Linked DNA regions of Mus musculus: regions 2, 3, 4, 5, 6 and 7 are each linked to region 1. A link is a contact called in public HiChIP or PLAC-seq and Micro-C data. All regions are on one chromosome and are shown on one strand. The core of a region is the stretch at or near the end of the contact, and the rest is flanking DNA. Distances in the headings are between cores, read along the strand shown.

Evidence for each region. Hi-C and Micro-C count contacts between places; a contact is called where the count stands out from the background. HiChIP or PLAC-seq counts read pairs in DNA pulled down with a chosen protein or histone mark.
Region 2: an HNF4G HiChIP or PLAC-seq map of pancreatic cancer cells shows a contact between it and region 1. The contact joins the promoter of Krt79 here to the promoter of Nr4a1 in region 1. A contact is called at or near these places in 2 of 115 datasets of contacts at active chromatin or transcription factors (pancreatic cancer cells and stem cell-derived neural progenitor cells) and 1 of 9 other capture datasets (macrophages).
Region 3: an H3K27ac HiChIP or PLAC-seq map of thymic regulatory T cells shows a contact between it and region 1, with 2.9 times the contacts expected there. The contact joins the promoter of Bin2 here to the promoter of Nr4a1 in region 1. A contact is called at or near these places in 2 of 484 Hi-C or Micro-C datasets (effector CD8 T cells and memory CD8 T cells) and 3 of 115 datasets of contacts at active chromatin or transcription factors (bone marrow-derived macrophages, memory CD8 T cells and thymic regulatory T cells).
Region 4: a contact with region 1 is called in an H3K4me3 HiChIP or PLAC-seq map of embryonic stem cells, with 6 times the contacts expected there. The contact joins the promoter of Krt8 here to the promoter of Nr4a1 in region 1. A contact is called at or near these places in 4 of 39 promoter capture datasets (the 3T3-L1 cell line, the HPC-7 cell line, cranial neural crest and 1 more), 17 of 115 datasets of contacts at active chromatin or transcription factors (embryonic basal ganglia, embryonic fibroblasts, embryonic forebrain and 10 more) and 1 of 9 other capture datasets (embryonic stem cells).
Region 5: an HNF4G HiChIP or PLAC-seq map of pancreatic cancer cells shows a contact between it and region 1. The contact joins the promoter of Smagp here to the promoter of Nr4a1 in region 1. A contact is called at or near these places in 2 of 39 promoter capture datasets (the 3T3-L1 cell line and liver) and 2 of 115 datasets of contacts at active chromatin or transcription factors (extraembryonic endoderm stem cells and pancreatic cancer cells).
Region 6: an H3K4me3 HiChIP or PLAC-seq map of stem cell-derived neural progenitor cells shows a contact between it and region 1, with 8 times the contacts expected there. The contact joins the enhancer-like site here to the promoter of Nr4a1 in region 1. A contact is called at or near these places in 9 of 39 promoter capture datasets (the 3T3-L1 cell line, the C10 cell line, the HPC-7 cell line and 6 more), 1 of 15 datasets of contacts at CTCF or cohesin (the NIH/3T3 cell line), 3 of 484 Hi-C or Micro-C datasets (bone marrow-derived macrophages, muscle stem cells and myeloid progenitors), 17 of 115 datasets of contacts at active chromatin or transcription factors (SST interneurons, bone marrow-derived macrophages, cardiomyocytes and 12 more) and 2 of 9 other capture datasets (adipose tissue and embryonic stem cells).
Region 7: a Micro-C map of embryonic stem cells shows a contact between it and region 1, with 2.5 times the contacts expected there. The contact joins the promoter of Spryd3 here to the promoter of Nr4a1 in region 1. A contact is called at or near these places in 5 of 39 promoter capture datasets (the C10 cell line, cranial neural crest, liver and 1 more), 1 of 484 Hi-C or Micro-C datasets (embryonic stem cells), 10 of 115 datasets of contacts at active chromatin or transcription factors (astrocytes, bone marrow-derived macrophages, embryonic forebrain and 7 more) and 1 of 9 other capture datasets (macrophages).

The regions. Positions count from the first base shown.
Region 1 is chr15:101,265,405-101,268,104 of GRCm38.p6, reverse strand. It overlaps Nr4a1 (nuclear receptor subfamily 4, group A, member 1), which reads right to left and starts at 1,259. Exons shown (of 7, transcript NM_010444.2): 1 at 1,134-1,259.
Region 2 is chr15:101,938,884-101,941,583 of GRCm38.p6, reverse strand. It overlaps Krt79 (keratin 79), which reads left to right and starts at 1,260. Exons shown (of 9, transcript NM_146063.1): 1 at 1,260-1,837. The coding sequence starts at 1,370.
Region 3 is chr15:100,668,055-100,670,754 of GRCm38.p6, reverse strand. It overlaps Bin2 (bridging integrator 2), which reads left to right and starts at 1,252. Exons shown (of 11, transcript NM_001270537.2): 1 at 1,252-1,342. The coding sequence starts at 1,262.
Region 4 is chr15:102,003,003-102,005,702 of GRCm38.p6, reverse strand. Krt8 (keratin 8) reads left to right here and starts at 1,361. Exons shown (of 9, transcript NM_031170.2): 1 at 1,361-1,805. The coding sequence starts at 1,464.
Region 5 is chr15:100,635,495-100,638,194 of GRCm38.p6, reverse strand. It overlaps Smagp (small cell adhesion glycoprotein), which reads left to right and starts at 1,255. Exons shown (of 4, transcript NM_174992.4): 1 at 1,255-1,636; 2 at 1,940-2,008. The coding sequence starts at 1,975.
Region 6 is chr15:101,983,135-101,985,834 of GRCm38.p6, reverse strand. It overlaps a transcript of Krt78 not described here. Among named protein-coding and RNA genes, the nearest start is that of Krt8, 20 kb to the left of the region's middle. Within about 2 kb of position 1,419, at least 318 of the 459 cell types and tissues checked have an H3K27ac peak or open chromatin away from gene starts, as enhancers often do. A contact at or near this core is called in the HPC-7 cell line, the NIH/3T3 cell line, the SN4741 cell line and 14 more, where this site is marked.
Region 7 is chr15:102,134,907-102,137,606 of GRCm38.p6, reverse strand. It overlaps Spryd3 (SPRY domain containing 3), which reads left to right and starts at 1,392. Exons shown (of 11, transcript NM_001033277.3): 1 at 1,392-1,471. The coding sequence starts at 1,449.

The DNA.
Region 1 (2,700 bases), core at 10-2,509:
TAGGGCATACAGCACCTGGGAGAAAGAAAGAAATATGGCCACTTCTGCCTCTGTTTGCAAGAAGCCTGGGAAGGGATGGGTTGGGGGTGGAGGAAGAAGGGTGGCAGCCAGTCAGGACTGGGCGTTTGTTCCAGCTCCATTCAAATCCTGTTTCTCCACTTGGACATCCTACATCCGGATCAACCCCCACCAATCTACCCAGCTTCAGGCCGATAGTCCGCAACACAAGATACAGATCTGCATCTAGCCTCCTGAGGGGGTGGGGGTGTCTCAAGGAGGAGGAAGAGGCGGGGTTGAAAGAGGGAGTGGGAGAATCCGGCTTGGGGCAGGTCCTGGCAACACCTGTTAGGTGACCAAGCCCGCAGGCTGCACCCTACCTAACAGACTCAAAAGACCACTGGGGTATACAAGTCTGTCTGATGACAGAAGGGGTCTCCCCCCTAGTCAGTACTACATCGAGACTCTATCGTGAGCAACTTCCACCCAGGCTCCACGTGCGGCTTTCAGTAGCTGCACCAGGCTACAGCTCCTAGGTTTCTAGATACTCTGACAACTTAGTCTAACACAACCATTACCCAGCCAACCTAGCTAGCCATTTCCTTCAGCAACCCCCAGGTCTTCCAGCACGGTTCAGAAAGAAAGTTCGGTAAGGGAATCAGAAAATCTAAGTACAGCCTATGAAGTATTAAGTAAACACTGGGAAAGGGGGCTGAGAGCCCGGGAAGGAGACCCGTGGAAATCCAATCTTACTTGTACTTGGATGGATCCCAGCAACGCCGAAGCTCTGAGTACCTTTTCCCAGTCCATGCTCAGACAACCCCCTACCCGGCAATCAACACCCAAACCCAGAGTACAGAGTGCCTCACACTGGAGATCCTAGCGGGGAAACCTCCTAAACAAGCGCCCACTACCTACCAAAACCAAGCACCTTGCAGACCCTTCGCCCGCTTCCTAAACTTCAAGCCCTGGCTCACCCTACTCCAAGAGCTATCCTTTAATACCAAAAATGCACCCTACACACCCCTCCTCGTAAGCCGACCCGAAAACACCCTTCCTTTTCGCCCGCGCGTACACCCCATCTCTTTCATGCACTGTCCCTAGAAACAGAAACACGCTCCCTGCGGGGTACCTACCCAGCCGGCTCCCACTCCCTGTGGCCGGGACCAGCGACCCAGTCGCAGCCTGGTCCCGCGTGCGCTCCGCTCCGCAGTCCTTCTAGCACACTCCCCCAACTTTCGCAGCCTCCTGCACTGGGGCTCCCCTGGCGAGCCCGACCCACATCTTAAGCGCTCCGTGACGCATGGAGAGGGGCGGGGGCGCCACTGACGCACACGGCCCGGCGAGCTTTGGCCATACAAGGGCGCGGGGGGCGGCGCGGTTCCGGCGGGAGGCGGCCAGGAGGAGGCGCGGGGACGGGGAGCCCGAGGGGGCGGGGCGAAGAGGGGGGGCCTGGAATGTCTGCGCGCGTGACGCACGCGGGGTTCCATTGACGCAGGGAGCGCGGATTGTTTGATCTATAAATAGTTTTCCTCTCGCCCGCTGCGCCGGCTAAATATAGTAGCTTCCAGACCCACTAGGCTCACCAAGCCGGACCCGGGATCGGGTCCCGGGGTCCGAAATAACCGACCAGGAGGAGGGGGTGTTGTAAATCCGTGCCCGCAGGGCTTCCCCAGAACAGGATCTCCTCCCCTCCAGCTGCTCCTGGTGCCAACAGCTCCCTCTCCCTCCTGCCCACCCCTACCCCAGGCCCTGCTCCGCTTTTGTCCCTTTCCCAGTCTGTCCTGGACACCTAGGGTATCACTCTCTGCCATTCTGAGCAGCCAGGGCAGTTCAGGGCTGAGGCAAGCCATTCTGGGACACACCCAGAAGATAGGAGGTGGGCTGGGCCCGTGCCTCAGCCTTGGCAATGTGCAGGGTCTCTAGCCCCAGGACTGAGGACAGGCACTCTGGCCTTCAAGGTTCCTTCCCAAAGGGCATAGCTTTGCCAGGCTGGGTCAACGGGCTCGGCTCCACACCGATGCTGGTTTCTCAGCGATGGCCTCTTAACCCCTCGCAGGATGGATGCACCCTAGTTGAGAAATTGCCGAATTTCAGAACCGGGTGGAGCCTGAGAAATCTTTCCAAACTCTTGCCAACTCTTCCCCATTTTATAAATAGATTCAGAGACATAATGGTACTTGTTCAAGGTCACTAAGCTAGGTAGTAGCACAATGGGGTCTTGAACCCAGGGCCATCGAACTCCATCTCCTTTTCACACTCTTCTGTCAATTCCCTGGTCCCAGTCCCTGATGGGGACCCACCTGCCTCCCCACTACCTGCTCCAGCAGTGAAGAGAGCAGCTGTAACCAGTTACTGCTTGCAGGGAAGGGTCTGGCCAGGGCTGTACTCAAAGTGCAGACCAGGCTGCAGCCACCTGGAGCTGTCACCCTGCAGGTCACATCTCCATCCCAGTCTAAGCTAAAGGAAACCTCATTTGTAGTCAGGTAAGAGAAAGGAAGGGGTATGGAGAAAAGATTCAGTGGTTAGCTTTCCCTACTAGGGATTCTCTTTGCAGTATCTCTATCCCATCCTTGACCCCACCCCCTGGTTCCCGATTTCTGCTGCCAGCCCACCAGTGCAGCAGACTAACCGAGACTATCCAATGACGGCCTATTCTGGCCATAACCGGTTTTTAAAAATGGGCTAAGGGCGTAGCTCAGT
Region 2 (2,700 bases), core at 11-2,510, 670 kb before region 1:
CGAGCTTTAGCCTGGCAGAGCCAACACTGCTCCATCTTTGCCTCAACCCAGTCTCTGCCCCTTTGCCCTCTGCTTGCTGAATGATGGAGAGGCGAGGGGGTGTGGGGAGCAGTCTCAAGGTCTTCTCCCACTATCTGTGATCCTGTACCTGAAGTCTCTCCAGCTCTGCTTGGGCTGTGCTTGGTTCTAGAAGCCTGACTGGGAAGAGAGTGGAGGCCGGTGTGAAGTGATCAGGAGTGTCCTGTTCTTCTGAATTGAGCAGGTGGAGTCCTTGTGGTCAGGAAAGGAGAAGGTTATGGGGGTACAGCATGAGACACTTGGGGCTTCTTGGATACATGTGCATTTTCAGTATTCCAAAATGTCTGGGCCCCACTGGGAAAGGTCCACCAAGGAAGAGCTTAGGGGTGGCCACAGTTCCAGCCCCAGGAAAAGCAGTTGGGTTCCTAAGCTTTGACACCCTGCCTGTGGTGACAGGGCATTCCTTTTCTTTCTTTGTCCTTTTATTTATTCATTTTTTTTGGTTTTGAGGCTGGGTGACCTTGAACTTTTGACCCTCCCACCTTCACCCCTAGGGTGCTGGGATATAGGTGTGCTCTGCTATGTCTAGTTAGAGTCAAAGCCATCCAGCCCACATTGTGTGCTCAGCCAGGCCTATGGCTGGGCAGGGACCCTCCTTTCTTCCTTGGATCCTCTTTACCCCACACAGGGTTCCCACCCAGCAGACACCTGCCAGTGTAGACAGAAGAGTAGCTGCTCCACCCCTGCACTGTCACCTGTGCCCCCCACGCTGGACCTGCCAAGAGACAGGAGGCTGTGGGCTGGGAGGGTGGGACTGGAGCAGGCCTGGGCACCCTCTCTACAACCCGTTGCCCAATGCACCTTCCCTTGCCACCTGCACAGCACTGGGCCCTGGGGCCTTGGCTTACCACAAGGCCCTGGGACAAACCCCACAAAACAGAGCCCCATTGACAGCAGGCCATCAGGGCTGCGTAGGAGGAGACCAAGCCAGCCACTGGGTGGTGAGGGTAGCTGTAGGAGCCCTATCATCCTGTTCCAAGTGAGGAGGGCTTACGGGGTGGGGTGGGGTGGGAGTGGGGGGAGTGGGGGTGGGGTGCTTCCCATCTCAAGTAGTCTCTGCTCAGGAGCAGCACTTCAGTCTCAGTGATGGCTGGGCGAGGCCCTCCCACATCCTGGGGGAGAGGAGATTCCCCCCCCCCCCGGCCCCTCCCTCTCACCTGTGGTAATCACAGCTGGAGTGCATGGAACCCAGGGCCAGCCCAGCTGGGAAAAGATAAAAAGGTGTTTGGTGGCTCAGTAGCTCACTCCGGCTGATTCCCTCCTGCTCTCAGCTGCTTTCTCGCTGACAATCATGCGGTCCTCTTTGTCCAGGCAGACTTTCTCCACTAAAGGAGGCTTCAGCTCTAACTCAGCCAGCGGAGGTGGTGGGAGTCGGATGCGAACCAGCTACAGCTCAGTGACTATGTCCAGGGGGAGCGGCGGTGGCGGTGGGGTCCGCTCTGGGTCCAGCTCCGGGGGCTTTGGCAGCCGGAGCCTCTACAACTTGGGAGGCAAGAATATCTCCGTCAGCATGGCTTGTGGGGCCTCCTCTGGCCGGGCACTAGGAGGCTTTGGCAGTGGGGCCTATGTGGGCCTAGGGGCTAGCAGGCAGACATTTGGGCCAGTCTGTCCTCCCGGGGGCATCCAGGAAGTCACTGTCAACCAGAGCCTGCTGACGCCTCTCAATGTGGAGATAGACCCCGAGATTCAGCGGGTGCGCACCCAGGAGCGCGAGCAGATCAAGACCCTCAACAACAAGTTTGCCTCCTTTATTGATAAGGTGGGTGGGCAAAACCGGGGTGAGGTGGAGTGGGGTGGAAGCTGAACCTCTAATGGGGGGTGGTCTGGGCAAAGGCAGTTTTTACCATGTGCTCTAGATGTGCAGGGTGGGGTGATGAACAGAGACGGTGGTTTCTGCCTGTCGGAGGTTGGGGCTAAAACCTGCTGGCCGGGGTTCCTTCTGTGAATGAGAGGCCCAGCCCACCTGTGTTGGAGCCTTTCCTATACCGCTAAGCATTAGCCTTACCCCATTATTAAAAGATGTGTGGTCCTCAGTGTTCCTGTCAGGGAGTTGGCCTTTGATGACTTGAGTCATTTTATAGCTGTGGGCAACAGTGCACGGCTCAGGAATTCCACAAACCATCCAAGGTTGAAGCCTTGGAATTCTGTCTGTCCTCTCCAGCTGAAGAAGCCTCGGGGTCAGGCACATTGAGAACCTGGAGGGCAAGAGGAAGCCCTTTGCCCTCCCTTGCCTGGTTCCCCCTTCCGGCTACCACGAGGAGGGTGGCCACCCTACAGTTTGAACACTCTGGGAGTGTTCTGGATCCCCGTCTCACCTACAGGGTGACTGGGATCACTCTGCTACCACCTCTCTCATTTCTTGCTCCATTCCTTCAGCACTGTGTACCTTGGCTCTGCGCCTAGGCTGCGAGATCAGGCTGAGGCATAACTCCATGATTTGAACTTTTAACACAGAAGGGCCCTACCTCCTTTCTCGTGTGTCACCCTTAGGGTTCCATGAAGAGCCTGGGTAGGCGAGGCTTTGCCCATTTTTACACTATGAAAACTAAGGCATAAAGTGGTCCTGAGACTTGCTCAGGATTGCACTGGTATATGAGGCATAACTGTGAAGAAGGCTGCAGA
Region 3 (2,700 bases), core at 3-2,502, 600 kb after region 1:
TATAATGCTCCATGCTTTGCCTGGAGAGTCTTGTTCTCCTCTGTCCAGTTCAGGCCTCTCCCCTCCTCTCCTCCTTAGCATATTATGAATGGCACCCTGTCTCCTGAGGACCCCATCTCTCCAGTCTTTCTCCCCTTCCAATCCAGATCTGGATTATGCTCACCTTCTGCACTCTGTCCCCACAATTCCCAGGCTTAGAACTGGTTAAGCTGCCATCCAGGCTGAGCCATGGTCACTCAGCATCAATACCCTGCAGCTGGTAGGTGGTCTCTGGTCCATTAAACGTCCTCACTGGATGAAACTGGGCCTTTTGGTTTTTACTTTTTTTTTTTTCATTTCATTTCATTTTATTTTATTTATATAGAGTACACTGTAGCTGTCTTTAGACACACCAGAAGAGGGCATCAGATCCCATTACAGATGTCTATGAGCCACCATGTGGTTGCTAGGAATTGAACTCAGGACCTCTGGAAGAACAACCGGTGCTCTTAACGGCTGAGCCATCTCTCCAGCCCAAACTCAGTCTTTTGTGTCTCCTCACTTTCTAATGCTGTTCGGGTATGGAACCAATGAGTCACGGTCCACATTCAAAGAGCCCGTTCAAGGGTGGGGGCGGGGGAGGGGAGGGGAATCTTTCTCTACTGCAGGGGCAGCATTTCCAAGCTGGTTTTAAGAGTGTGTGCGCACCAAAATCCACCCTGAACAACCCGTTCTCTGCCAACTTCTCAGAACCAGCTTAGCTGCTCTCCCAGCTCCAGATGCCTCTGTGGACCCCATCCTGGTGACCAGTGGTCTTTCCAGGGAGCTGGGCAGTGAGGGGGCCCCAGTAGTTCTCTCGGGGAGCTGAACAATGATGGGGTTCCAATGGTCCTCCTGGGGATCTGGACCATGATGGGGTCCTAGTCGTCCTCCTGGGGACATGGACAGTGATGGGACCCCAATGGTCCACCTGGGGAGTTGGACAGTGATGGGGCTTCAGTGGTACACCTGGAGTATTGGGCAGTGATGGAGTCCCAAGGTCCTCCCGTGATGGCCAGTGGTGGGCTGCAGTGGTCCTCTCGGGAATCTGGGTAGTGATGGGTTTCCAATGGTCCTCGAGAGGTGGCATTGGGTGGTCCAGGCCGACCACGCCCCAGCAGGAGGCTGTAAGGGTGTGAAGGCCCGCCCTCTGAGCATCACGCAAGGCATGCTGGGAGGACGCACTTCCTCTCAGGGGCCTCTAGAAACCACAGGTCCAGGCTGCGCCCCCGCAGCCGGCAGGATGGCAGAGGGCAAGGCGGGCGGAGCGGCTGGCCTCTTCGCCAAGCAGATGCAGAAGAAGTTCAGCAGGGCCCAGGAGAAGGTAGGCAGCCTGAGGAGAAAGGGTCCTGCTGCCCCAGAACGGGCGGGGAATGGGTGTCCACGAACATTGGCCGACGTGGGAGAGAAGGGAGCAGCTGAGGAGACAGCTGTTTCGCAGGAGCCTTCGGCAACCCTCAGCCTGACCCAGAAAAGGCGACAGGAAGGAACGAATGGTGGTGGTCAACTTTGTCACAGATTTTGTCCTAGCGCAAAGGCAAGGGTGGCTGGCTGGCGTCTCTCAGGTGATGAATGAGTTGGAAGATACTTGTCCCCAAAGTAAGAGACAGCGGCTGCGGTGGCAGTGAGTCGCCCCACTTAATTTGACTTGGGGGATTCACTGAGGACCAGGACACTGCACAGTTCTCCACACTTGAGTGTTGTTTAAACTGGTGTAAACGGAGGCGGGTGGATAGAAAACGCAAGGCATCCGAGGCTATATTACTGAGTTTAAGACCAGCCTGAGCTACTCTTTACCTCGGGGTGAGCGGGGAGCTCGTGTGTCCAGTAGCCAGCCCCAGTTTCTTACATCTATTCTTTTGCCTTGATGGTGATCCACAGCCTCTGGGTGTCCTTCCCATAATTTGCCAGTCCATTCAAATGATGGGCACACGCCTTTAATCCCAGCCCTCGGGAGGCAGAGGCAGGAGGATCTCTGTGAGCTCAAGATCTGCCTGGTTTACACAGAGACTTCCAGGACAGCCTAGACTACATAGACCCTGTCTCCAAAAAAAAAAAAAAAAAAAAAAAGGGAAAATGGATTATGGAGACACTCTTCACGCTGTTTATTTTATTTGCTTGGTTGTTTTGTTTTTTTGAGACAGGGTCTTACCGTGTTGACTGGGCTGGTCTTGTATTCAAGGTGAGATCTCTAGCTAAGGTCATAGGTATGAACCCCATTCTTACCACCCTTCACATGTTTTTGAGACAGTTTCTTGTACCCCCACCCCCAAACTCACTTTGACCTTGAACTTCTGGTCTCCCGTCTCTCTCTATCTTCTGGGTTGCAAGCATGTGTCATCACATCTCTTAGATGCTGAAGGTTGTACCTACAGCTTCTGGTTGAGGAAACCAGGCACCCTGCCAACTGAGCTCCGTCCCAGCCCCTTCCCTACACACTTAAAAGGCATTGTGATGTTACCTGTCCAGAGTCTTCCTTTGCCTAGCCACCATCTACCCACACTGTAGTAGAAGAGACATGGGCTAAAAGGAGAGGGTTCATGAACTTGAGGCTGTAAAGTACCTAGCACACTTAGCAATGGAAAGATTTGTATTCCCTTGTAAAGGTGGTGCAGAGGCCATTGGAGTAGATCAAGGGCACCCAGCTCCCCCCACATGGGGTTCACATTACTGACGGGGTAC
Region 4 (2,700 bases), core at 112-2,611, 740 kb before region 1:
ACCTCTTGCCTGCTTGCTCCACCCAGGCCTGGAGGGCCTTGCTCTGCTCCCCAGTCTCCAACCTCTCACAGGTGCAGGCTGTGCCCCAGCTTGTTCTCCTGACTCACTCTGATAATGGGATAATGAGTTCAGAGAGACAGGTGCAGGGAGACAGGGTACTATCCTCATCACATCTGGCCAGCCTGGGGCCGGGGGCAGAGGAGAAGGGTCCAGGTGGCTGGAGAATGAGTCACCACCAGCAGGGCCATCCCGTTCCAAGGCACCATGAGTCACTGCCCTGGCAGCCTGGGGAAGGTGTCTCCAAAGAAGCGATTGCAACAAAGCCCCTGTGCCTCTATTCTCTGGGGTCTCCCTTTTCTGCCTTGGCCTCTGTCCCTCAGTCTTTGTTATTCCTCGAGGCCTCTGTCTGGTCTGGGGAATTCTCTCGGGTCTGGGTAGGAAAGGAGAATACTGTGCTGTGTCCAGAGAGAAGAGCTGCGTTTGATTTCTCTTTACCTTGCACAAGAGAGAAGACAGCTAGAAGCCTGTGTTTCATTCATTCCTCAAATATCTACCTACCTTCCCACCCCCCTTTGCCAGCCTATGGGTGCAGGATGCTGCACAGGTAGCGGGGTGGGGTAGTGGTGTTAGCTGTAACCTGGGCAGACAAAGCAAACAGGAGCTTGGGAACGAAAGGGCCCTGCTGGTCAGCCTGGCCAGCTCCACCTAAAGGAGGTCTCTTGGAGGTATTAGGAGAGACCAGCCAGAGATGTGGTGGATGAGGCACACCCTCAGTCCTAGTGCTGGCTGGTAAAGGCCGGTGCCGGCTTTGGTTAGGCTTCAGGGTACTTATACCCCCAAAGGGGTTGTGACCCCCCCCCCCCAAGATTCTGAACCACAGGATATTTGATATGTCACCTCTGGGAAAACATAGCTCTATCCCTAGAGGGATTGCAACCCACTGGTGGAGAACCTACAGCATATCTGTTACGTGACTCCCGAGGAAGGGCCCTTCCGACCTTCCTTGAGTTTCAACTTCTAGTGAGTTCTAGTAGCTTGCCTGTGTTGAGTTGAGACCCAGTGTTTTAAACTAAAATGCCTGGGAACCCTTTCAGCCCAAGTAGTTCTCACAGGAGGGCAGGAGATAAGACAGCTTAGGTCAGAGATCCCAGGCTCACTTCCTGCCTTCACAGGGATCAATTGCTCTCTCCTGGATTTTTAGGGTGGGGCTGGAGAGGGATCCCGGGTGGGAACAGCTCTCTGCTGCCCTCACCTGAGTCCCGTCTGGAGGTTGCAGACGTTGGGTTAGGCCCTGCCCTCTAGTGTCTAGCCACTCAGGTAAGAGGCCCTTTTCCCTCCCCTGGGGCTGGCCTCTTCTTTTATAAAGGGCCTTCGCTGGGCGCTGTCCCACCGTCTAGAAGCAGCTGCTTAGCTCGCTCTCGAACCTCCGTCTTCAGCTCACTGCCTTCGCTCCAGACTTCACCATGTCCATCAGGGTGACTCAGAAATCCTACAAGATGTCCACCTCCGGTCCCCGGGCCTTCAGCAGCCGCTCGTTCACGAGTGGACCCGGTGCCCGCATCAGCTCTTCCAGCTTTTCCCGGGTGGGCAGCAGCAGCAGCAGCTTCCGGGGAAGCATGGGCACCGGCGTGGGTCTGGGCGGCTTTGGCGGGGCTGGTGTCGGGGGCATCACAGCCGTCACGGTGAACCAGAGCCTGTTGAGCCCCTTGAAGCTGGAGGTGGACCCCAACATCCAGGCTGTGCGCACTCAGGAGAAGGAGCAGATTAAATCCCTGAACAACAAGTTCGCCTCCTTCATTGACAAGGTGAGACCCCTCTCTTCCCGACTAACCGTCCTGCGCTCGCTCTTTCTTCTGCTGACACAGAGATGCGTACATCTCTCCTCGCACCCCCCATGAGCTCCTGTTGGGACCCACCCATTCTGGCCACACTCTCTTCTACTTCTCTCATACCCTTTGGCTTGGGCCCAGAGGGTCTGAAGTGCTTGTGACTAAATCTTGGAGCACCTTCCCATTCACTGGAGGGCCTGGTCCCTTCCCTGTGGCTTTGCTCTCTGGTGGCGGGGACGCCCCCTCGCCCCCCCGCCCCCAACTGCCCCAAGGTTTCCTCATGGTGCCCCGTGCATTGTGTATTTTTCTATCTTCCTGTTAAATAATGGAGGGCGGTGTAAGGATTTTAGAAGGTTTCAGGTGTCTTGATTGAACCCGACAAACGCATATGGAGGTCTTTGGTGCCCAAGGCTAGAGAGTGGGGGCTCCAGGCTGAGTCACTGCTCGGCCCCTGCCCTGCTCCAGTGGGCGGGGCCGCTGTAGAGCCAGGGCGGAGGTCTTGGGTCTGCCCTTCCACCAGGAGTGGGGTGGGGTGGAGGGGAGGGTGAGTCTCAGGGCTCCGCCTCGGGAAGGCCCGTGCGAGATTCAAAGTCTGCGGGCGTTGGACACTCCGCTCCTGTTTCACGACCTGTTAAGACCGGAGTTTATGGCCTCAGATAGCGTCGGCCTACCCACGCCCCTCTGCGAGCTTGGCCCTTGTACCCCTTTCACTCTTTCTACGGTGGCTCCGCCCCAACTGCCTGGTTCCTTTGCAAGCCGAAAGCCAGGCCAGGTTTTGCAGTCCTGTGGCACAGTGGCCTTCGTGGCCCCGGGACGATTGGCCCTTTTTTGCTGACTGGCTCCTGAGAGGCGGTGTGGGAACGGGAGGAGG
Region 5 (2,700 bases), core at 6-2,505, 630 kb after region 1:
AAAAGCATGGCTGCTTCAGTTTCCGAGGCTTAAGTTTCACTCTTGGAGAAGACTGGCTGTCCATGTGAGACCGTGTCCATCATCGATTCACTTGACTCCTTATGGAGGTCTGACACAGACGCATCCTGAGTCCCTGCTCCCCAGACTCTGGACAGTGTTGACAGGCTGCGTCTGGGTATAGACTGGGTGTCATGTGCCAACCTGTCGTGCCAGCAATACCAAAGCTGAGGCAGTGGGTCCTAACCTGAGGCCAGCTTGTGGTTTCTGGGAAACTCAGTTGTTAGCTTTACAAGGCAGTTAGGTATCTTCACTGACTAAGCTTTCTCATCAGCCCCAGCAAAGTTTTAAGTGAGCCTGCCGGTGCCGGTGGAGGCCAGAAGAGGGCATCAAGATCTCCTGAAACTGAATCACAGGACGTTGTGAACTACTGGGAGCCTTTCTCCAGCTAACCCCTCTCCCCCCCTCCCCCGCCCCCCAAAGCAACTTTTAAAGGTTATATTTTAAAGAAAAAAAAAAAAAAAGACATGAAAGCCAAGTGTGGTTGGTCAGGTCCGACCCTCAGTGAGCTACCCAGGTAACCTGGCCAGTGTTTTTTGAGCACATTATCATGTGCTAGGTGAGGTTCTAGGCAACTCATTGGAGCTCCGCAATAACCCTAACCCTGAGTTCACACAGCTTTGCCCAAAGAATCAGAAGTAACCTGCGCTAGCTTACACAGCGGGACCACCTCCAGAGCCTGTTATATAGAATTATTGCCTCTTAGTCAACGAGTTCCTCTAGTTAATTTGGGAGCATTTCCTGTCACTGACGTGAGTCCAACTGCTGCTAAAGTACAGCACTGATGAATATTTAAATCAAGGCGCTTGCCTCGGGCTAGGACCAAGGCTGTAAAACGGCCTTACGGGAATTGCCACTTTCAGTCCCCATTTTAGGGATGAGGAAACCGACTACTGAGGTGTTCAGGAATGTGCCCACAGCCACCCAGCTGGCAAGCACTTACGCTGGAGCTTTTAATCCTAAACAGCCCACAGCCACACCTCCTACCCTCTCCACGCTCCACCGCCTCCTGGGAAGGTCGCACGCGGAAGGTCCAGGTGGCCCCGGGAGGTGCTCGGCTAAGTCGCCCCGAAGTCGCGGACTCCAGAGGGCCCACGCGTGACTGAGCTCCCGCGGGACACGCCCCTCGCTCGCCCTACAGCTGGCGCTGCCGACCCCGGCCGAGCCCGGCACGGGGGCGGAGCGGCTCCGGACAGTGGCCTTTCCTCCCGGGGGAACCTGCTGAGGGCGGCCCCGAGCTCCTTCCTGTCCCTCCCACCGCGGTCCGGGCTCGGCGGCCGCTCGGCGCGGGGTCCCGGGCGCGGCTCCGGCGACTCTCGGCCGCTCCCACCCCGGCGAGTTCAAAAGGACGCGCGGCGCCCGGCCCTGCCCGCCCGTCGGACTGGAAAGGTGAGCGCGCTGCGCGGAAGCCCGGAGCCCGCACTCGGCCGCCGCGCGCCTGCGACCTGACCCGCACGGGTACTGCGCGGCTGCAGGGACACTCGACGGCCAGGGCGCGGGCCCGGGGCACGCGGGATCCCCGGGGAGCGGGGCGCACCCAGCGGACGGCTCGGCGGGGCTCCTGGCCCTGGAAGCCCAGGTAATGCAGGTGGCTAAGGGACCCGGATCGCTCATGGGCGCAACCGGGCCGACCCTTGCTTAACTTTCCCAGGCCTGGGGAAAGGGTCACCAACGCCACCCATTCCCCGACCCTGCGACCAGGGTCAGCTCTTGGGGGAAGGATTTGTTTATGGAAGCTGATTAGAACCGAAAGGAAGAGAGTGGATATATCCAGGGGAAGGGACTCGGGGAAAACCTGGCGCCCGAGGCTCTCCTGGGATCTACAAGCCCTGCGACCTCAGGAGCCCGTCCACCTCATTCTTGTCCGTCCTTCTTCCCACAGATCTGACCCTACGAAATAGCCTGCCCTCAGCAACGATGAACAACCTACCGGCCACACCTTCTCCTGAAGGTAGGTGATGAAAGTTATGGAGTAGGGGGGCTGTTTAAGAATTCCCACCCCAGAACAGGTCTTGGAATTCCGCGAGGCCTCACTCAGTGTAGACTGGAAGACTCACCCATCCCCACCCCACTCCACCCCACCCTACCCCTACCAACCCGCTGTCGGGCCTCACGCAGGAAAAAGCTCCAAGAAAACAGAATTCAACTTCAGTGTGCCCTTTTGCGCTATTTTATTCTCAAGTCTGGACCGGACCAATTCCAAGCACTGCGAGTCACCTGGGTTTAGGAAGTTCTTTGATGCCCAAAGGAGCCATTTTTACATTCACCCCAGTAGTTAAGTAAAGGAGAAAGGGAATCTTCTAAAGATAACCGGGAGGACTCGTGATGTCGCTTAATTGGTAGAGAACTTGAGATGAAACCCATTTTGATGGCTTGTGCCTGCAGTCCCTGCAACTTGGGACGTAGAGGCGGGAGTACCAGAAACTCAAGGTTATCCTCAGCTAAATAGTGAATTTAAGTCTAGCCTGGGCTAGAGGGATGTGGGGTGTGTTTAAAAATTCTAGGAGCCAGGTGGTGAATTGAGTCTCACCTTTCCTTTCCTAATCAGGCTGGTTCTGGCGCGCTGACGGATATTTACATATTAATTGGTTTCACCTTGTGCCAGCCTGGGTGTGGGAGGAACTAACTTGTTTTCTTATGTAT
Region 6 (2,700 bases), core at 170-2,669, 720 kb before region 1:
TTCCAGCACTCAGGAGGCAGATGCAGGTGGATTTCTGTGAGTTGGAGACTACAGTGATTTCCAGGACAGCCAGAGATACACAGTGAGTCTCTCACAAAGTTCTACTGGTGGCTCTCATTTATGGCTTATTCTTCTGTCTGGCCAGTGTCCACCAGCATCTTTCAATGCTAAGGAGAGTGGGCAGCCACAGCCCTCGTTTTTTGTGGTCTTTCCTGGTTTCTGCCAAGGAATCTGGTTCCAGAGTGGCCACAAGTTTCAACTTTGCAGTAGAGACCTGAAATTTTATATGAAACCAGATTTCTATATTTATTTATTTAAAAATTATTTATTTTTATTTTATGTAAATTGGTGTTTTGCCTGCCTGTCTATGTGAGGTGTTGGATCTGCTGAAGCTGGACAGACAGTTGTGAGCTGCCATGTGGGGGCTGGGAATTGAACTCGGGTCTTCTGGAAGGGCAGCCAGTGCCCTCAACTCCGAGCATCTCTCCAGCCTGAAACCTGATTTTAAAATGCTAGCCACTAGTCCAAATATTTAAGGACTCCATCTTGGCCATCCTCGAATGGGTCACTAGAAACTGTTTCTGGAAATTGACTCTAAGCAGGGACACAGAGGCCAGAGGGACAAGCTTGCCTCGGTGACAGCTCTACAGGACCCTGAACAGGAACACACGGCAAAACCTGGCTCCTCTCTTTTTTTGAGAATCACTGCTGGTCTTGGGGCACAGTGCTTGGAGTGGGGTGGGTGGGTGAGGATTCAGGACACAGAAATGCAGCAGAGGGAGCCTGGGCTAGCTATTAAAAAAAAAAAAACCTCGGTGGTCTTTGTTTAGCGTTATACATAAACTGCACTAAAATGCCTTTCAGAAAGTTAAAGGTGTCACTGTCTTCAGACACACCAGAAGAGGGCATCAGATCCCATTACAGATGGCCGTGAGCCACCATGTGGTTGCTGGGAACTGAACTCCTGACCCCTGGAAGATCAGTCAGTGCTCTTAACCGCGGAGCCATCTCTCCAGCCCTATTTCTCCTTTCTTAATTCCAGAGAAAATCAGTTTTGTTCTAGGAATGCACGTTTTGGGGTTCTTAAATACTTCATTAGAGAGCCTTCTGCACAGGTTGACATCTGTATGAGAGAATCCAATGGCCAGACCTGTCTTCTGTCAAACCGATGGCTCCCAGGATGTGACCTATCTTCCAAGCTCTTGGATTTTCAACGTTTCCTCCCAGTCTGCTGCTCAGGGTGTCTAGATCCTGAAAGGCTGTGCGATGGAGGGACGTTTTTTTGAGTACACCGGAAGTACACCATCTTTCCACTAGAGGGCAGCAGAGGAGCACGGAGGAAACTGCTCTGAAACCCAGAGCCAAGCTTGCCAGCCACGTGCAGCTCCCATTCCATGAGCGAGATCGGGGCGGGTCCTGGTCACAGCCTATCATTGGCTACAGAGGCATGTTTTGTGCTAATCAGGGGAAGCTCCTATTGTTTTGGGTAGGACGTGACGTGGTGAGTGACATTTGTGTGGATTTTAGTCTCTATCCACGGGAGTCCCACACCTTGCATTGTTGTAGTGTGGGTGGGAGGTGGAGCTGAATGCCAAGAGATGTGAGATGTCCTGGGCAGCCTTGTTTGTGAAGGAAAGTGTGCACTGCGGGTTTAAATACCAGAGGAGAGGCACCAAGGGCTTGTAGCCACATTGCCTCACTTGCTAGCTGTTCCCCATCTGTCCAGCAGGAGGCAGCACCTAGCTCCTGGAGCCAAGCAACATTTTTAGAGCCTTCGGAGGCTGAGGCTGGAGGTCCATGCCTCCTAAGGCTGGCGGATGGAGAAGGAGGTAGACCAGGCTCCAGGGGGCACAAGCATGGCGGCATCAGAAGGGCACACCTGAGTTACTAGGGCTTAGTTGGCCTATGTGAGTCCCCAGATCACAGGTCCAGCTCCCTGTAGTCCTGGGGTCTCAGAGAGGACAGTTGGGGTCATGCCAGAGTGGACCTTAAATGTTTTGCTTCCCAGTTTAGTGTGTGTGACTCCGTTTTACTGAGTAGGAACACACAGGAAGCCACTAGCGTAAGGGCCTGCCTCACGTGACTGGAGACCACGTATGCAGCCATTCCTTTCTCTCTGCTGCCAAAAGCAGCCGGGCTCCTGTCAGGATCCTCGAAGGAACCACGCACTATCTGCTCTTTGCGGCTGTGTATGCCTGACCCCAAATACACTTCCAATGCCTTGCCTGTCCATTCGGTGGGCACTTGGTCTCTTAGTTCAGAGATGACCCTCTCTGTAAGTCTTATGGCCCTGGAGGCTGTGCCTGCATTTCCTGTATCTACCACAAGGCTCTCATCCCTTAACTCACACGGAGCTAGGACAGGACCTGTGTGAGGGGAGGGGTGCTTGGCAGGAGAGAGGTGGTCTTGAACACCTGCTGTCTAAATGGAAGCATCTCCTTTGCCCTCTGGAGCTACAGCCTTCCCATCCAGGGAAGCTTGGCAGGGAGTGAACTTGTATGTGCACGTGCACGTGAGCGTGCGTGCGTGTATATGTGCGTGTGTGTGCACATATGTGTGTGTACGTGTGAGTGCGCATGTGCGTTTGCAAGTACGCATGTGCGTGTGTACGTGTGCGTGTGTGTACGCATGTGTGTGTGTGAGCACGTGTGTACGTGTGCTTGAGTACCACGTGCCTTTGGGACCAGAGGCAAGCTTTTG
Region 7 (2,700 bases), core at 143-2,642, 870 kb before region 1:
ACATAATCAGACCAAGAAACACCCTCAGTTGGACCCCATGAGGAAGGTGTCTAACACTCTGGGGACAGTGGTCCCTACCAACTACCTTGTGTGTGCCTCAAAGGACAACAGAGAAATGCTGACTGTTTCTGGGGCTTCAGCCCAACTGGGGTCCACAGCTGATGGAACCTACTCGCATTACGGGTTGCCCACGTATTCATCCATACCCAGTCTCACATTTTGCCTCTGAAGGTGTTCAGCCCTGTGACCTGCAGCTATGGCTGCATCCCAGGCTGGAACCTTCAGCAGCTCCCCAGCTAGGTTTGTTCTCTGGCTGCAGTGACTTTGCACTCTATCAGCTCTTGTCTCTAGTAAGGCCTCTGAACTCTTGAATTATGCTGTGGCTTCTTTAACCCTTTTCTAGCCATGTTGTTAACCTACATAAGTACACACAGGATATGTAATCTGTGACCCAAGAGTTAGTAATTAATATTAAAGTAAAAGTTCATGTGTTTGGTAAGGGCCCATTATCAATGTAAATCAGGTCTAATTGGCAAATTGCCGCCAATGAAGCTGACATCGCTTGCTGATGTATTTGATACTCAATAAATTTAGATGTGGAAAGACACAAATATGTTCGTTTATGTTTCTGACACAGGATGAGTCTTTCTGGAAAGAATATTCAGTCTTAAGAGCAAAACGTTGAAGTCGTCCAAGAATCCCAATTCCTTCCAAGGACAATCATACCCTTTATAGGAGGTGCATGATAAAGATTAGTATCCTTTCCGGTACATTCTGACCCGAGCTAACTTTTCCTACCAAGCCCAAGCCCAAAGAGCACCCGGGTTTCATCCCACTGTGCCTTTTGCATATGTTCTCTCCTGTTCTGGAACGCCTGTCCTGGAATGAACGAACGTGGTGCAAAGGGGTGCTCCGGAGAGAAGAAAGCATGTGGTGCCAGCCGAGTGCTGCCGCTGTGGAGATCAGCCTCTGGCTTCTCACGCGTAAAATAGGAGATAACATTAAAAAAAAATCCCCCCCCCCATGCCGTTAAGTGGCTCAAAAGGACATTCCAGAGAGGTTTTTAGCATCACTTCTGGCTCTGGGAACACGAAGCTCGCGCACGGGCACAGGGACCTACTCCGCCCCAAGGGAGCCGCCCCTTGACCGCCTCCCTGAGCTCCAGGCGTCCGAGGTGGCGTCCGGGCAGCCACGTCGCCTCCCCCACCCTCCCGACACCAGGGTTCCTCAGACGCCGCCGAGTGTTAGGTACCCAGCTCACCGGGCCGCGCTCCGCACCGCCTGTGCCCTGCGATTGGCTGCTGAGGGCGCCCATCTTCAAGAAGCGCTGCGGATTGGTCAGATTTAGCGGTGGGGGCGGGCCTGACGGAGCAGAGGAAGGGCGGGGACCCGGATGTGTGTGGTGGCGGCGGCCGAAGAGCTACAACGCGGAGCTGAGAGGCCTATGGATGAGGAGGACGCGGCGGCCCCGGTAGGCGGGGATCGGGGGCGGGGTCCCGGAGGCCTCGGTCTCTGCAGATCTCGAGGCGGGGGTCCTGGGCGACGGCTGCGGCCTCAGGGCGGGGCCAGGGGCTCCGGTCACGGGCGTTCCTCTCGCCGCGCACCCTCCCCATTGCAGCCAGGGCCTGTGACGACGGGGCGTAGCCTCATTGACAGGTTAAGGCCGGGTGGTCCCGGGTGTCACCTGAGAGACCCCGCGGTCCTGAGGCCGTGCCCGGACCCAGTGCGGCGGCAGCTGCTTGGTGCTGAGGCTGTCAGGTTCTCGAAGATCCGATGCCTTCAGATCTGGGGCTCCGGCATCTACCTGGGTTCGAGTCCTGGCCCAGGGCCCTGGGGGATCCCAGTGCTGCGCCGCAGGTGTCTGCTCTTGTGGGGCATGTGCTGGTCTGTAGCTCCTGCAGAAGAGCCCCAATGTGCACATTGGGATCGAACTCAGCTTAGCCCAGGATTGCTAAGCACCTACTGTGTGTAGGGCACAGTGCCAGGTGTTTGGGAGGCAGGAAGAAAATATTTCTTCATGGTTTTCCCGCTTTTGGATCTCTGGAAGATTTTATTCATTCATTCATTTACTGGCCTTGCTGGTTGTCTAAATACCGAGAGAGTCCCATGTTTTTCTCCGGTACTGCTGCTGCTTTAGGGGCTGCGGCCCTCTGAATTCTGTTACAACTTGGAGTTAAGATCTGCTAAGTTGTTTTTTCTTTTGTTTGAGACAGGGCCTCACTGTGTAGCCCTGTCTACCCTGGCACACACTATGTAGAGCAGGCTGTTGAAGAATTCAGAAATCCGTTTACCTCTGCGGACTAAAAAGGGCTGGGGTTCTGGCAGAAGAGAAGGCTCAGTGAATTGAACAGCATGGGCTTCAGGCAGGGTGGGGGTACACACTTTAATCCTAGCACCCAGGAGGCAGAGGCAGGCCAGAGTTCAAGGCTAGTAAGTTGCAGGACAGCCAGAGGTACACAGAGAAACCCTGTCTCAGAAAAACAAACAAACAAAAAATTCATACCGTTTCTTGTTTACAATTCCCTAGAAGTTTTTCATTACCCTTGAAATAAAATTTAAAAGTCCTGACTGTGGATAGACTCTTGCTTTACCCTGTTCTTTTTGTTTTTTTAGACAGGGTTTCTCTGTCTAAACCTTGCTGTCTTCTGAAATTTGCTTTGAGACCAGGCTGGCTGCCTCTTAGTCATAGATAACCACCTG